Regions from separate parts of the Zea mays genome. Here all the other regions are linked to region 1. The links are chromatin contacts, called in public Hi-C maps. All regions are on one chromosome and are shown on one strand. Each heading gives the region's core, a stretch centred on a gene start, on an enhancer-like site or on the middle of the called end of the contact. The rest is flanking DNA. Distances are from core to core; before and after follow the strand shown. Region 1 holds the start of LOC111589982 (serine/arginine repetitive matrix protein 1). Region 2 holds the start of LOC100275329. Region 3 holds the start of LOC100216601.

Region 1 (4,785 bases), core at 1,668-4,167:
AGTGCTAGAATCATACCTTTGTTTCTCCAATTTGCTTCTCTTTAACTCTGAGCCCATATTAGTCTAAACAAAATGTGTTGAGCATTTAATCACCAAAACAATATAGAATTGGCCCAAGGGCACATTACCCTTTCAATGTGAAGACAATCGTCGAGGTCTCACGGACTGCAACATATCAGTGCCATCTGATTCTGATTGACTGCTCATGCTTAGACTACTAATGATTTCACATCCATCGATGGAAATGGATGATCTAGGGTTTTGCAAGATGCACCAGAGAGGAATCACTCGCCCTACGTGTACATACGAAGCAACGAGGGCGATCCTGACCTCTACGGGGAATGGGATTTTTCAGGTCTGGTTGAATGCCATCCTATGATAGTATGATGCTCGTGTTTCTTTCTGTATGGCGCTTCGATCTATATTGATGCTTTTGTTCATGGTCTGTAGGAGCGGATGAAGGTGCATTTGAAGGTCTACCTTGAGATGACTCAGGAATTCATACAGGAACTCTAGCAATTTTAACGTCTGCACTGGTTTGTAACTACACATGATCCTTACAAAATTACCATGGAATAATATGTCTTAATACTATAGCTTCTTGTGCTCATAGAGTTGACGAGTGCTTGCTACTATGCACTTGTCTTTGTTTTTTGGAACATACAGATGTTACTTGAGCCATCTAGATATGAACAAATGGAGTCTTCTCTTCTTGCCTATTTTCGTTGTGCTGTGCTGTGCTGTCCTGTCCTATAATAAGGTTTTTGCTTCCTAGCTGCCTATCAGGCTATCACTAGCAGTGATGTAAACTGCTCTATTGGTTTTCAACGATTGGTATCTTAATTATTTATTGTAGCTATGCGAGAGAGTTATTTTGAACTTGATTGCTGCTACATATGCCATATTTGTTTATGTAGTTCTAAAGTTTTGGTTCCTGTGAGGTTGCAATTGAGCTTCTTAGCATTTTTTTTGTTGCTTTCCTTGCATTCTTTCAAGTAGTCCAGTGTTTCATCTCATTTTGTTTTTAGTTTCTCATCGATCGACATTTTTCGTGTCAAGAAAGGAAACATCAAACATGTCATCTATGTATTGATAAATATTTGCCTATCTGTTTGGGAGAATGTATTGAAATGCTTTCTTTTGGGTTAATCCTTTTAGTTTGGAAAATGAACATGGAGCACGATCTATGTAATTTGCGAAAATCTGGAGGATCGACGTCTTTTTTTTGGAATGATTGTCATTTAAACGAGGTCTATCTAGATGATATGTTGAAACCATATCAATATATGAACAAAATAATGTTTATTCGACATCAGTTCATTATATTTGAGTCGGTGTATTTATAATAATATTATAATATTGGTGTTATGGTGATAATTTCACACGCTGTTTTTTCCTATCATAGCGATGTTTGTTGTTCCGTATATATATTTTATACTATTTTTTTTTTTACTTTCGTAGAAACACACGTGCACGTATCTAGTTATAATTGAAGTGTACCGAGGCACTAAGGACCCTATCGAGGCACCATAAGTGCGAAAAAATACCTCGGACCTTTAGAGCGCCCTAGGACCCAAAGGGCCCGAGTCTTATAGGGGTCTATCGAATTATATGGAGGCTCAAACCCAACAGCTAGGCCCTATAATAGTTTCCTGTGTATCGGGATCCTTGAATGTGTCTTAGCATCAAACTGAGGTACACGACCTTCTCCGAGCACGGATAGTTGTACACACACATACACATTGAATTATTGTGTGTAGTTACGATGATGTGCACAAGAGAAGAGAGGTATTAGGGGAGTATTTGTGAACCTGAAAACAAAGACGATGGTCGGATGCATACTCAACGCCCCCCCTAGGTTATTGGCGCTGCGGCGAGTTGGTAGTTAGTACGACGATCCGAGTTATCATCAGGAAGGACATTAAAAACAGTCGTTGGCTTACACCCCCGGTTGACTGGACTCTCTTCCAGCAATGCTTGCCCAGGGACTTCGTGCTGTTCCTGCTAATTACATGAGCGACGTGTAGCGTTTTCAGGAGGAATCCTGTTCCTGCGCTTGGTACTACTATACCCCGCAAGCTTTCTTCTTGTTTTGTATTGTTTTATTTAGCAAGTAGTACCAGGCCTTCCTACTGAAGCTAGCGTTTGAACGAGTAGTAGTAGGGATGACCACCACATGCCCAGATACTGGGCCGGAGATCAGGAGAGGGGCACGGCGGGGCGGAGTGCGTGTATTGCAGTAGATCAGTCGAGTGAAGTAGCGTGCACTCCTGTTGGTCTGTCCATTCTCGTTCATATCTGGTCGTCGCGTGGATGATGAGCCAAGCGGAGCACCCGGGGCTGCCTGGCTCTGGCTGGAACAAACAAAAAAAAGGCAGGGCGCCAGGGCCTGATTGATTGACGCTGCCGGTTGAAAGAACCCAAACTAAAAACGCCTGGCTGGGCTGGGGGTGGACGGACGCTTCGTGCTGCAGACGGGACGGGATACGGTTTTGGGATCTGCAGCTGGTCAACATTCGATCAATCAGGCCAAGCCTAGGCAGCAAGCTCCAAAACGCTCATTTCATGGCCTGGAATGGATGCTGAAGCTGAACAATGTGCATGCGGCGGAAGGCAGCCGAATTCGGTTACCTTTGCCGTTCATTTCATGGCCTGGATGCTGGCCGGTTCTCGGGAGCTCCTCCCGATCCGCACCGAAACGCTCGCCGATCGGAGGACCTTCGTTACGGGCAACATGCCATGCCAACATGTGGTCGGAGGAGTGGCAAGTGCAAGGCGCTCACACGGCACTGCCTGCTCCCAGCTCCCGCACAAGTCTGACGAATGGTTCGTTGCGGCATCTACCTGTCAGCTTGTCAAAAATTCAGCATCCCACATTGCTTTTGCTTGCGGAAAGCCTATCGTACGCGGCATTTCGTTTGGAACCTAGACGAGCAATCAGAGAACAGAGAAGAGCATCCGCAAAGCGAAACCTGCCTGTCTGTCCTTACGTACGCGTGTATATATATATCACCGTGTCAGTGAGGTCAGGGAGACAGAACAAAGAAGCTAGCTACAACAGGGCAGCCAGCCAACGACAGACAGAGAGCTGCGGAGGAGCAGGAGCTGCGATGGACGCCCAGGTGACGAATCCTTCTGCCGCCACGGACCATGCAGCGCCGACCACCAGCGTTAGCGCGCCCGCGCACTACGCCTACGCCAACGACAATGCGTGCCCCGGCGGGCCGAAGGTCTGGGTCCTCGTGCTCCTCTTCGCGCTGCTCCTGCTGCCCTTCCTGCCCTCCGCGATGCGGCGCGGCGGCGGCATGCACTGGGCAGGAGGAGAAGGAGGGTACCGCCGCGGCGGGATCACCTTCAAGAGCGGCTGGGACGTCGTCAACCTCTGCCTCGTGCTCTTCGCCATCCTCTGCGGTCTCCTTGGCCGCAGAGGCGGCGGCGGCAGCGGCGACGGGGAGTCCTCTTCCGCCGCGACTTCCACGCCGGCCAAGGACGGTCATCGAGAGGTGGCCTCGGCGCCCGCCACGGCGGCGGCGACTACGACCTCGGCGGATTTGGAGGAGGAGGAGGAGGAGGGCTACGACTCCATGTCCGCCATCTACGCCACCCTGCCCCGCACCAACCACCACGCCCACGCCTCGGGGGGGATCCGCCGGATGAAGAGCAGCAGCTCGCTGCGCCTCGGCAGCGACGGCGTCTGGGCCCCCGAGGCCACCTGCCGCTTCTACGACGACGCCGAGCTGTACCGGGCCCGTCGCCCGGAGCGGACCTGGGACGTCGACCTTCACGGGAGGACGGCGACGACGGAGGTCAAGACCATCCCCGTCGACACCTTCGTCGAGCGCGGCCGGGCCTCGCAGCCTCGGGAGCCGCGGAGGCGGAGGAGGAGCGTCCAGAGGCTCGACGAGGTGGACGAGGAGAGGCCGCCGCGGGGGGAGGCGCTGGCGCCGGCGAGGCTCAGGAGGTGGAACTCAGAGGTGGTTGATGTGATGCCGGAACACGGGGCGCCGCCGGCGACGAGCAGGATGTGGGACTCGAAGGTGGTGGACGTCATGCCGGAGCAGGATGCAGCGAGGCTCAGGAGGTGGAATTCAGAATCGTTGGATATGGTATTGGAGCAGGAGGCGCAGGTGGCTCCGGCGAGGAACAGGAGGTGGACCTCGGAGGCGGTGGACGTGATAACGGAGCGGCAGGCAGCGGTGGCGCCTGCAAGGATCATCAGGTGGAACTCAGTGGATGTAATACCGGAGCAGGAAGCGCCGGTGGCTCCGTCGAGGAGCAGGAGGTGGAGCTCGGTGGCGGTGGACATGGTCCCCGAGCATAAAGTGCCGGTGGTGATGGTGCCTGCTGCTCCACCACCTCCATCTCCGCCTCCACCGCCGGCGCTTCCTCGACGACGACGGCACAGCGTCGAGAAACTGCCGAGACCACAGGAACTGGAGCAAGAGATAGTAGTAGTGGAAGAGGTGAGGAATCTATTGCCGCCGCCATCGCCGTCCATGTTCGCGCCTGGAACGCCACCCCCTCCGCCTCCTCTTCCGCTTCCGCCTCGTTCGACGGTGTCGCGCAGCAAGAAGAAGCGCAGCGGCAGCGTGGGTGGCGCCAAAGATCTAGCATCCGCCATCGCTACGTTCTACCAGAAGAAGCGCAAGAGCATTACCATGAAGGCCAAGAGGAGGCCCCATCAGCACCACCATTCCGATGGCCACTACTCGTCGCCGTCGTCAGATGCGTCAGCGAGCCCGGACTCCACTGTTCGCACCACCAACGCCCCGCCTCCGCCTCCGC
Region 2 (4,785 bases), core at 1,385-3,884, 280 kb after region 1:
CATGGGCCTCTATCAGCACCCATGGAAGGCCACACCTTTTGATGATGCCAAAACACTTTCAAGTATCCCACTGAATGAAATTGCCATGCAACTCGACTATTGTTTGACCTAGGATCCTAGGATCCATGCCCTGACGACCTACCATGGCTATAGCTAAGGTAAGGGCCCACCATCCTAGGGGTTTGATCTTGGCCCGCTTGATGCAAGAGTTCTTTTTGTCAATGCCATCCATAAGAATGACTTAAAACCTAGGGCCCTCGAGGCCCTAGGCCACTATTGACAACAAGACACATCTACATTGAGCTTTTGGTCACCCAGTTTCCTCTATGGGCCCTTAGATTTCTAAGGTCTCTAGCCTCAAATAATTCAAATGGCCAGGTCTCGAGGGCCCCTTGGGGCCTAGGGCTTCCCGAGAGGACAAGGGGTTCCTAAATCAACTAAGTATGGGAGTAGTTGTAAGCCAAGAGAATATAGCAGACCACTACCCCAAGGGTAGGATGACCTTTGAAGACACAATGCCATGTTCAAGATCTACTCCCAACATCTTTGATGTGCAATGTTACAGCCTGATAAGCACATTAGTGCCACGACATAAGCAATAACCGTACTCAACAACTACTATTCGATAGATGCCATTAACCCTGTAGCCATGTTTGAGCGCACTAGAGTACTAGGAAGTATTGTAAAGTACATGTTTTTCATGAGTTACCAGGTACACCATACCAATAGTGTGGACTTAAGTAGTCATGATACAACAAGCCTAACTAGCCTCTACAACAGGTATGTCTACTGTTGCAGTAGGACATCCTCGATATTGTGACACAACGGAAGGTATGGCACTATGTATGACTCCATGATCATGATAAGATTGATGTTATTTGACCACAGTTGATCGGGGTCCATGGTACGATCGATATGCAATCCTATCTCTTCCCTTGCTTTATAAAAAGAGTAGTACAGCAACATAATGGGATATTCAACATATTCCACATCATCTCATCTAACTTTTATAGTATACTAGGGGCTAGCATAAAGGTGAACTAGGGACTGTTAGGCTAGAAATTTCACTAGAACAAAATTGGGAGGGAGAGCTACAAGGCCATGGCGCTTGTTGATTATTGAGTTTGTAAATTCTTCACCTCTATGTTCATCACGGACAACCACAATGTGGAGGTGGGTGGGCAAACACGACAAGGAGGCCGATAGGCGAGTGGGCGGAATGGAAAGGAGGTGGACGATCGACTGAAGCAGGGAGGCATAGGACAACCAGGTGGCAACACGAAGGTGGCCCATTGTGGTGATGAGGATGTCGCCTACATAGAGGATGACATGCAGGGAGGTGGGTGGACAAGCGATCTGGCTAGGAGGCGGTGCTGCAAGATGGGGGATGTCGCCCACGATGGAAAGGCGCGGGGATGACAGGGTGACAGTGGCCAGACGAGCCACCGACAAGCATGCACAAAGACGCTCACAAAAAGAGAGAATGTGTGTGAGAGAAAAAAATAAAGAAAGAACTAGATGAAGTTGTGGTGTTAAGTTCGGTGCTAAGTTAGCGCGAGGTTACCGTTACGATCGATGCCACGCCAAACAGCTTGAGGTCGTGAGTCATGACGTCAAGACATGATACATCGATGATACCTCGATGTTGTGATCCATAACGTTGAATCTATGATCAAAGCAAAATTAAAATGTGTAGAGAACTAAATATAAATATTTAAAAAGCTAAAAAAAATAAGTCCTCCTTGCAACCTAACCATATCACACTTCATAATACTATCCGCGTAATAAGTCCTCCTTGCAACCTATCACGCTTCAGAATACTATCCGCGTCAGCCAGCCGACCACGAACAAATCAATCAGTCTAAGGCTATCTCTAACAGATTATTCATCCCCATATTTATATTTAAACTTTACTATGCGAACAATACAATCTACAATTCAGAATAGTGCAAAACAATATTTTTGTGATAAACTTTGGATAAACTGCTGGAGACGGTCTAATACGTCAGCAGCACATGTATACCACTGCCGCTGCGAGTCTGCCACGGCAACAATTTGCCTTGCCCCGCTTCAAATCAAATTAAGGGGGTGTTTGTTTGGGATCATAATCCACCTAGATTATATAATCCAACAATTTTTGAACTAACTCTTAGTTCAAAAGTTGTTAGATTATATAATCTAGATAGATTATAATCTCAAACAAACACGCCCTAAATCAAGTCAGCACATCAACAACACTCGTACAGCCGGCGCCTCTACATTATTTGAAAACATGTCGCATTTTTTTCTTCTAAGATAAGATACTTCCCTCGGTACTGTAGAAAATAAAACTATAGATTATATATCAGATACCGTGGTTTCCACTAAATTTAAGTGCATAATAAAGAGTATTCATATTTATGATTTTAAATTAATTTTAATCTAATGGTATTAATTTGATCTTATAAATATTAATACTTTTATATATAATAATTGGTTAATTTTAAAATATTAAAACACAACACTACGTTTAGAATTGTATTTTTTCTGAGTAGAACTCATCGGAAGAGGAAAAAGATCTAGGATTATTTGAGGAGAAAAAAAAAATCTCACGTCAACTGGCAATATTTGAACACGAGACAGTTGACAAAACTGCGCGCTTGGAATTGGATACACACGACAGCAGGATACGACTCCGCCTTTCCATTTCATTCCATCCAATCAAATCGAGTGGCGCACATATTCGCAACCACCGCGCGCAGCCTCCACCTCCATTTCTACTCTGCTTCGTCGTCCCAACAACCCAGCCGTCATCAGGGCCTCTCTTCCCCTCCTCTGCCTCGACCGCCCATAGCCTGCTGCCTGGTAGCCATGGACCGATCCAAGTCGTACGCGGGCGGGCGCATGCAGATCGAGCCGTACTACGACGGAGGCGGCGCGCGGCCGGACTTCCGGTCCTACTCCTACAGCGCCGGCGGCAGCGGGATGGGGACGTCGTCCTACGCGTACCAGTACGAGTACGGCGGGGCGGGGGCGGGGGCGGGGGAAGAGATGAAGCGGAGCAAGTCGAAGCGGCGGTGGCTGGCGCTGGCGGACCCGGACATGGAGCGCAAGCGCCGGGTGGCGGCGTACAAGGCGTACGGCGTGGAGGGCAAGATGAAGGGCTCCTTCCGCAAGAGCTTCAAGTGGATCAAGGACCGCTACCTAAACCTCGTCTACGGGTGGTCCTGATCCTCAAAGTATATATACTCCATGGTTTTGGCTCTGCATGTTTGCTTGATATATCATATCATCATCCTGGATTCATGGTGAGTACATGCATACAGTATATATATCAGAGAGAGTGTGTGTGTTTCCATTTTTCTTCTTGGTTGGCTTTGCTAGATGTTGTTGTTGGTGATCTGATAGCACCAATCAGTCATGTGTATTGATGAGATGTAACCCAAGGGGTTGTTTCAGACCAAAATGGTAAAGGCAAATCCATCGTTCAAGTGATAAACGGCAGGGCGTGCGTGGTTGCTGTTGTCGGTTTATTCGCCGCGGTGCTGCTTTAATCCGGCTATGCATATGACTTTTACGGTATTTTGTTTCTATGTATTACAGCAGTAGCAGCTGCTGTTTTAATCGATTTGTTCTTTCTCAAAGCATGCGCTTATTTTAGACGTATACATACATACATACATAAGCTATTGCTCAGATTTCTTTTCTGGTCGGTCAATTATTGCGCGCTTGATGCAATTTATTAGCTTTGAGTGAGTGGAATGAGTCGTGTGGTTGGCGTGCGCGGAAGGGAGATGGAGACTTCCGTCTTTTCGTGGATCCACTGGTTGCCTATCCTGCCTCTCCTCTGTTTTTGACTTCTTGCTAAGTATTTAACATTATTAATCTATCTGTAGCAGTGTAACACGATTAATTAATGCCATGTATGTTATGTTCAGCCTAGTACGTAGTTCTATGTATGGTTTGCACGATTCCTTTCTTTTCCTTGTGTTCCACGAACACAACTACACAAGCCGGTAAACACGTAAACGTTAGATGTGCCTAAAAAAAACTTCACATATTTATAAACATAGATACTCCTGTACTTATACCCTCTATCATCAGATAGATTTGTCTTCAATAGTTTTTTTCTTTTATATTGGAAGAGTTTTTCACACAAATCTCGTGTCTATAACATCCTAACTCTAACAGGTGGTATAGTGTATACAGAGCCAAATTGAGAGGAATAGACTAGATGGAAACAAATTTGCGCGACTCCTATCGTTACATTATTGAGAAATCTCTGCTCTGCTCTACGCGCTTGCACGGCCGACTGCGCCCGCCTTCTGCCGTCTGCATGCCAGTCTTTGCGCTGCCGCGCGCATGCAATTTTATACTAGATCAGTAGATTAGAGTCAACGCATGGATCGAAGAGAAATTAATCTTACCGAATATCTTTTTTTCTCCGATCGATTTTACCCAAGAAGTCACTGTATGATTGGATTCCTCCTGCTAACTATTTTACTAGATTCCTCTGCTAATTAAACCTAGAAGCATACCAGATTATTTACAGCGTGTTTTATTTCATCTGTTATTATCTTGTAATTTATCTTTTACAATGTCTTCCAAATTTGATATTGAGAAAATTGACGGGGAAAATCAGTCTTCCCATGTGGCAGATTCAGATGAAAGTTGTTGTTACATAACTTGGTGCTCACAAAGCTTTGGCTGCTAAACCTGCTATAATGTCTGGCAGTGATTGAGAGTTGGATCAAGAAGCTTTATCTATCATAAAACTTTATGCGCCATACAACTCAGTTTATGTAC
Region 3 (4,785 bases), core at 1,375-3,874, 280 kb before region 1:
TAACAGTAACGATGTCTCCGGAATCTTGACTGGAACCTTCCCCTTCTAGCTAACAAATATATATTATTTTTCTCTCTCGCTTACGAGCTAAACGAGCCAACTCGAACTCGATTGAGCTGAGTTGGTTTAATATCTAGTCCTAGGTTCAGCTGCTTCTTAAAATAATCTAAGAATAGGTAATGATAATAAGTAGAAGTTTCTTTTCACTAGCTTCTCAGATATATTCTACCAAACATAACTTAATTCTCATAAGAGACTAGATCTATACTACCTATGTTCTTGAATATTTGTCGCCGTTAGTTTATTTTTTAACTAAACCACGACAAATAAAAAGGATGATCGATTATAACGCAATCGTAATTTCTAGGTTGGGCCAACAGAATAAAAAAATGGATCATGGATGACGACCCTCAAAAGGATGAGGCAGCAGGCAGCAGCACTGCAAGACGCGTTAGTATTTCTCATAGACAGAACTGTACATACACCAAGATTTTTGGATTTTTTAACTCCCCCGTATCAAAAAAAAAGCTCGCTCTCTAACTGACTCATCCGGGCCACCGGCCACACCGATCACCGGACCGCCCGCTAGCTGTCCGCCGTTTCCCATGAACCACCCACCGTTGTCGAGTCCCCGCTGATCTGGGCACCACTCTCTCCACTTCCACCGTTGGCCCTGGCGGCGCTCATGCGTGCCTCGTACGCGTGGCCGAGGTTCCTTAACCGGTTGAGCTCCGGCAGTATGACTGTGGCGAGGTCCGGCCGGTCCCTCCGCCGCATCTCCGTGCACTTGAGCGCGAGCTTGGCGTAGCCGAGCGCCTCCTCGACGGGCCAGTCCTTGACGGTGATGTCGAGCATCTGCTCAAAGGTGCCCGCGTCGATGGCCTTCTCGACGTGATGCGTGAGCCCCATGGGTGGCCGCGCGGTGACCACCTGCAGCAGGAGCACGCCGAGGGAGTAGATGTCCGACTTGACGCCCAGCTTGCCCGTCTGCTGGTACTCCGGGTCGATGTAGCAGAAGGTGCCCGCCGTCGCCGTCAGCCGGTACTGCGTCACGTTGTCCGCCACCGACGGCGGCACCAGGCGTGCCAGCCCGACGTCGCTGATCTTGCTCACGTAGTTGCGGTCCAGCAGGATGTTGGCCGGCTTCAGGTCCCGGTGCACCAGCGGCTCCGGCTTCGTTTGGTGCAGGAACAGCAGCGCCGTCGCGATCTCCGCCGCGATCCGGAACCGCTGGGCCCACGCGAGCGGCGGCGTGCCGCCCCGACGGAACAGCCGGTCCTCGAGGCTGCCGTGGTCCATGTACTCGTACACGAGACAGCCGTACTCCGGGCATGCGCCGAGGAGGAGCACCATGTTGGGGTGGCGGATGCAGCTGAGCACCTCCACCTCCTGCAGGAACTGCTTCCTCCCCTGGTGCGCGTCGGGCCGGAGCACCTTGATGGCGACGGGGGTGTGGTCGAGGGAGGCGCGGTAGACGGGGCCGTAGCCGCCCTCGCCGATTTTGAGCTCGTCGGAGAAGCGCTCCGTGGCCATCTCGATCTCGTCGATGTGGTACTTGCGGTACCGGAAGTCGTGGTTGGAAATGGCATCCAGAGCGCGCACCTTCTCGTCGGCCTCCCGGCGCGCGCGCACCTCGGCGTTGCGGCGCCGCTGCGCCTCCAGGTCAGCCAGCCTCTGCGCCGCCTCGGCGGCCTCCATGGCCGCGCGGCACTTGGCCTTCTCCATCTCGGCCACTGCCAGAGCAGCCTCCTCGGCGTTCCTGGCCTCCTCCAGCCGACGCGCTTCCTCCAGCTTCATCATATGCATCTCCTTGGCCCGCTGCTTGGCGTTGATGGCCTCCTTGCACGCCGCGTTGTACATGTCCATGGTCTGCTTGAGCTCCAACCGGAGCCGCCGCATCTCGGCCTCGGTATCCCGCTGCGCCTGCATCCGCGCCACATGTCGTAGGTCAGCCGTCAGCAGCAAGGGACAAGGGTGGATAGCAAGAAATCAAACAAGTACGAATTGAACGTATGACTCACGCCGGTGGCCGGTGACATGGGTTCCAGAGCGGGGAGAGTGGTGGACATATCGAGGTTCTCGCCCAAGTCTATGTAGGAGAAGCGCGTGCTCGGGCCGAAGTCGAGGTCGCCGCCTAACGAGTCGTGTCTCGCCGAGCGGGAGGACGTCTCGAAGTTGTCCTTTCCTGGCAGGACGACAAAGTTCTTGGTGGTGGCCGATGACGAGAGCAAGCGCTCGCGGAACAGTGGCCGCGTGGATAGCTCCGGCGGTGTGCGCCCGTCAATGGAGCGCCAGGCGTCAGGCGTCACCCGCGGCAGGTGCCCCCTGGAGCCGCGTCGCATGTAGAGCACCGATTCCCGGAGGGAGTCGGTGTCCGAAGCGATGTCGGCGCCAGTGTGCATCGGCGGGACGCCGCACTTGGCGAGCCTGACATTGACGGACTTGCCCTTGGCCACGACGTAGATGTTGCAGTAGTCTGGAGCGCACTTCATCAGGGTCGACGGCACGTCCGCGTTCTTGAATTTCCTGCCCGAGGCGAGAGCTGAGACGGTGCAATCTGGACGAAAAAGAAATGATGGGGAAAAAAAAAGAATACTTGGTGAACGCATTTCTGTTGGCTCCGCCGAGCGCAATGCTCTGGATCTTGTTTGCAGTGATGTAACCTAGAATGGCTTTGGACACGTCTGCCTCTTCCAATACTACCTCGGATACTTCCACCTGCTAGCAGCAGCAGCGTCGATACGATTTCACCAACAATATAATCATCTTGATACGTTTTGGATGTTTTTTGCATTATTGTTGTTATTACATTTACCCCATTCCGGTTGAAGAATCCTCTGTAGGGGACAAAGATCTCCTTCATTTCAGCCTCCAGCGCACCCTGCGTGGTCTCAACCATGGCGAACCCATCTGCGCATGTCCAAGCAAACCAGAGCTCAGCTGCTGCTGCTGCACTGGCGAAATGGGTACGGGAGATGAACGACGTACGGGTCGTGTGGTAATGGACGGCCACGTGGAGCAGGACGATATGAGAGGCGCCGGAGAGGAGGTGGTCCACCACCCACTTCACGGCCAGTTGGCTGTTCCGGTCCCGGTCGATGGCCACGACGATGGTGGACGCCGGCTGGTGCAGCAGCGCCGGCGGCGATATCACCCAGTACTCATCCGGGCTCAGTGGGCCTCCTTGCATCGCGCCACCGTCCCGTGATGTTATGGTAATAAGGATGCCGCCGGCCGGTCAGTGGGTGGTGCGAGCGATGGATAGGGGCGCAGGAGAAGAAGGTAGAGAGATGGAGGGAGACGGGTTGTTCCGCCTCTCCTCCTGCCCTCCTTCCTTTCTCTCCCTTGCCTCCAACCTTAGTCTCCTACAGGTCTTCTCCTTCCCCAACATCTTGCAGCTAAATGCCATGGCGCAGGAGCAAGGACAGCCTCATACTATTCTTGCACATCCAATTATGTTTTTCCCTTTTTTGCTTTTGCAAATATTGTTCCACAAGAAAATTGGCATTGAGCAACCTAAAATAAGGGTGTAATTGATTGGACATGTAAGAAGCCTTGAAACAGCAAATGCAACCTAAAATTGGCCAATGCAGGAACCATGACCATCACCTGATCTCTCTTATTATTCTTCCATCGTGCACAACACGGTGTGCTTCTCTATCCAATCACCATAGCAACCATAAAAGATTTACAGTGTATTATAGCATTGCTGCTAACCCCTAGATCCGCCGCCAAGTAACCCCCCAGATCCTCTCTAACTTATGTACAACTACAAAACTGTACAGTTTCTAAGAGTTCTTGCAGCCTGGTGCAAATGGTTTTATAAGGTCAGGTAGGTCTTGATCATGGATGAGCCAGTTGGGTCAGAGAGGAGATGCCTGACAAGGTTCATTCGCAATTGATTTGGAGCTATCGCAAACATGTAGAATGAGAATAGTATGAGATCGACGGATGAAAGGGTCGAGCCAAGAAATCCTCGCCACATCCTGTTCAAGGAAAAATAGTGGTTATCAAAAACTTCATGGAGGTAGTAGCCTTCAGCGCACTGAATTTCTCTGAAGACCAACTGAGACAAGGTAAAAAGTGCGACTACCATCTCGGCACCCTGAAAAAGGCTTCGAAGAATGTTTGTATGCCTTCATTATTCAGTTGGATTATCAACGCTAATCCGAAAAGGAAGAAGGATCGTTGGCGTTTCCTCTCTTGAGGCCACAGTGTTCTCCATGCTGAAACATCATATTATAATAGTTTCGCTAACTTGTCTGAACCTTTACACAGTAGAACCGAACCAACCAACTTGAATAAATACCAGAAAAATGCTTACCAAGCATTGATGGACTGTAATTTTGTGAATTTCCGAGCATATATTCTGCAGGAACTCGATTTCCTAAGATGTCCGATATCACAGAAGCATATCTTGGAGCCTCAGACAAAGATCTGACCACTGAGTACCCTATGTATTTTGTGAAAAGTTGTCAATATAAGCTAGGAGGAAACTGGTGTGCAAAAAATTGATGATTCGTATGTACCTGTTGCAGGATGCACCATACTTGCTGCAGCACCGAATGCAAGGTTTTTCTGATCTGTGTTTGGTAAGGACCCTCCAACAGGAATGTAGGACCATTCCTTAAACCGAGAACATTTCAGTTTATTTTCAGAATATAATGTGTGAGAATTAAGAATTGTAGACCCTCTTACCTCCTCATAAACTTTCAGGATACGAATTCCCATCGCGTTCAACCGATACATCAGCCTCTTCTTAAGTAGATCAAAAGACATAGCATC

The links. A called contact is a pair of places that touch in the nucleus more often than the background predicts.
Region 2: a Hi-C map of leaf shows a contact between it and region 1, with 5 times the contacts expected there. The contact joins the promoter of LOC100275329 here to the promoter of LOC111589982 in region 1. A contact is called at or near these places in 2 of 25 Hi-C or Micro-C datasets (bundle sheath and leaf).
Region 3: a Hi-C map of root tip shows a contact between it and region 1, with 3 times the contacts expected there. The contact joins the promoter of LOC100216601 here to the promoter of LOC111589982 in region 1. A contact is called at or near these places in 3 of 25 Hi-C or Micro-C datasets (ear, root tip and tassel).

Annotation. Positions count from the first base shown.
Region 1 is chr8:142,313,117-142,317,901 of Zm-B73-REFERENCE-NAM-5.0, reverse strand. It overlaps LOC111589982 (serine/arginine repetitive matrix protein 1), which reads left to right and starts at 2,917. Exons shown (of 1, transcript XM_023300920.2): 1 at 2,917-4,785. The coding sequence starts at 3,111.
Region 2 is chr8:142,036,596-142,041,380 of Zm-B73-REFERENCE-NAM-5.0, reverse strand. LOC100275329 reads left to right here and starts at 2,634. Exons shown (of 1, transcript NM_001149429.2): 1 at 2,634-3,453. The coding sequence starts at 2,851. The coding sequence ends at 3,210.
Region 3 is chr8:142,590,285-142,595,069 of Zm-B73-REFERENCE-NAM-5.0, reverse strand. LOC100216601 reads right to left here and starts at 2,624. Exons shown (of 2, transcript NM_001143014.1): 1 at 2,022-2,624; 2 at 439-1,923. The coding sequence starts at 2,609. The coding sequence ends at 586. It overlaps LOC100280448, which reads right to left. Exons shown (of 10, transcript NM_001153368.1): 6 at 4,699-4,785; 7 at 4,530-4,626; 8 at 4,325-4,453; 9 at 4,094-4,226; 10 at 3,816-3,986. The coding sequence ends at 3,821.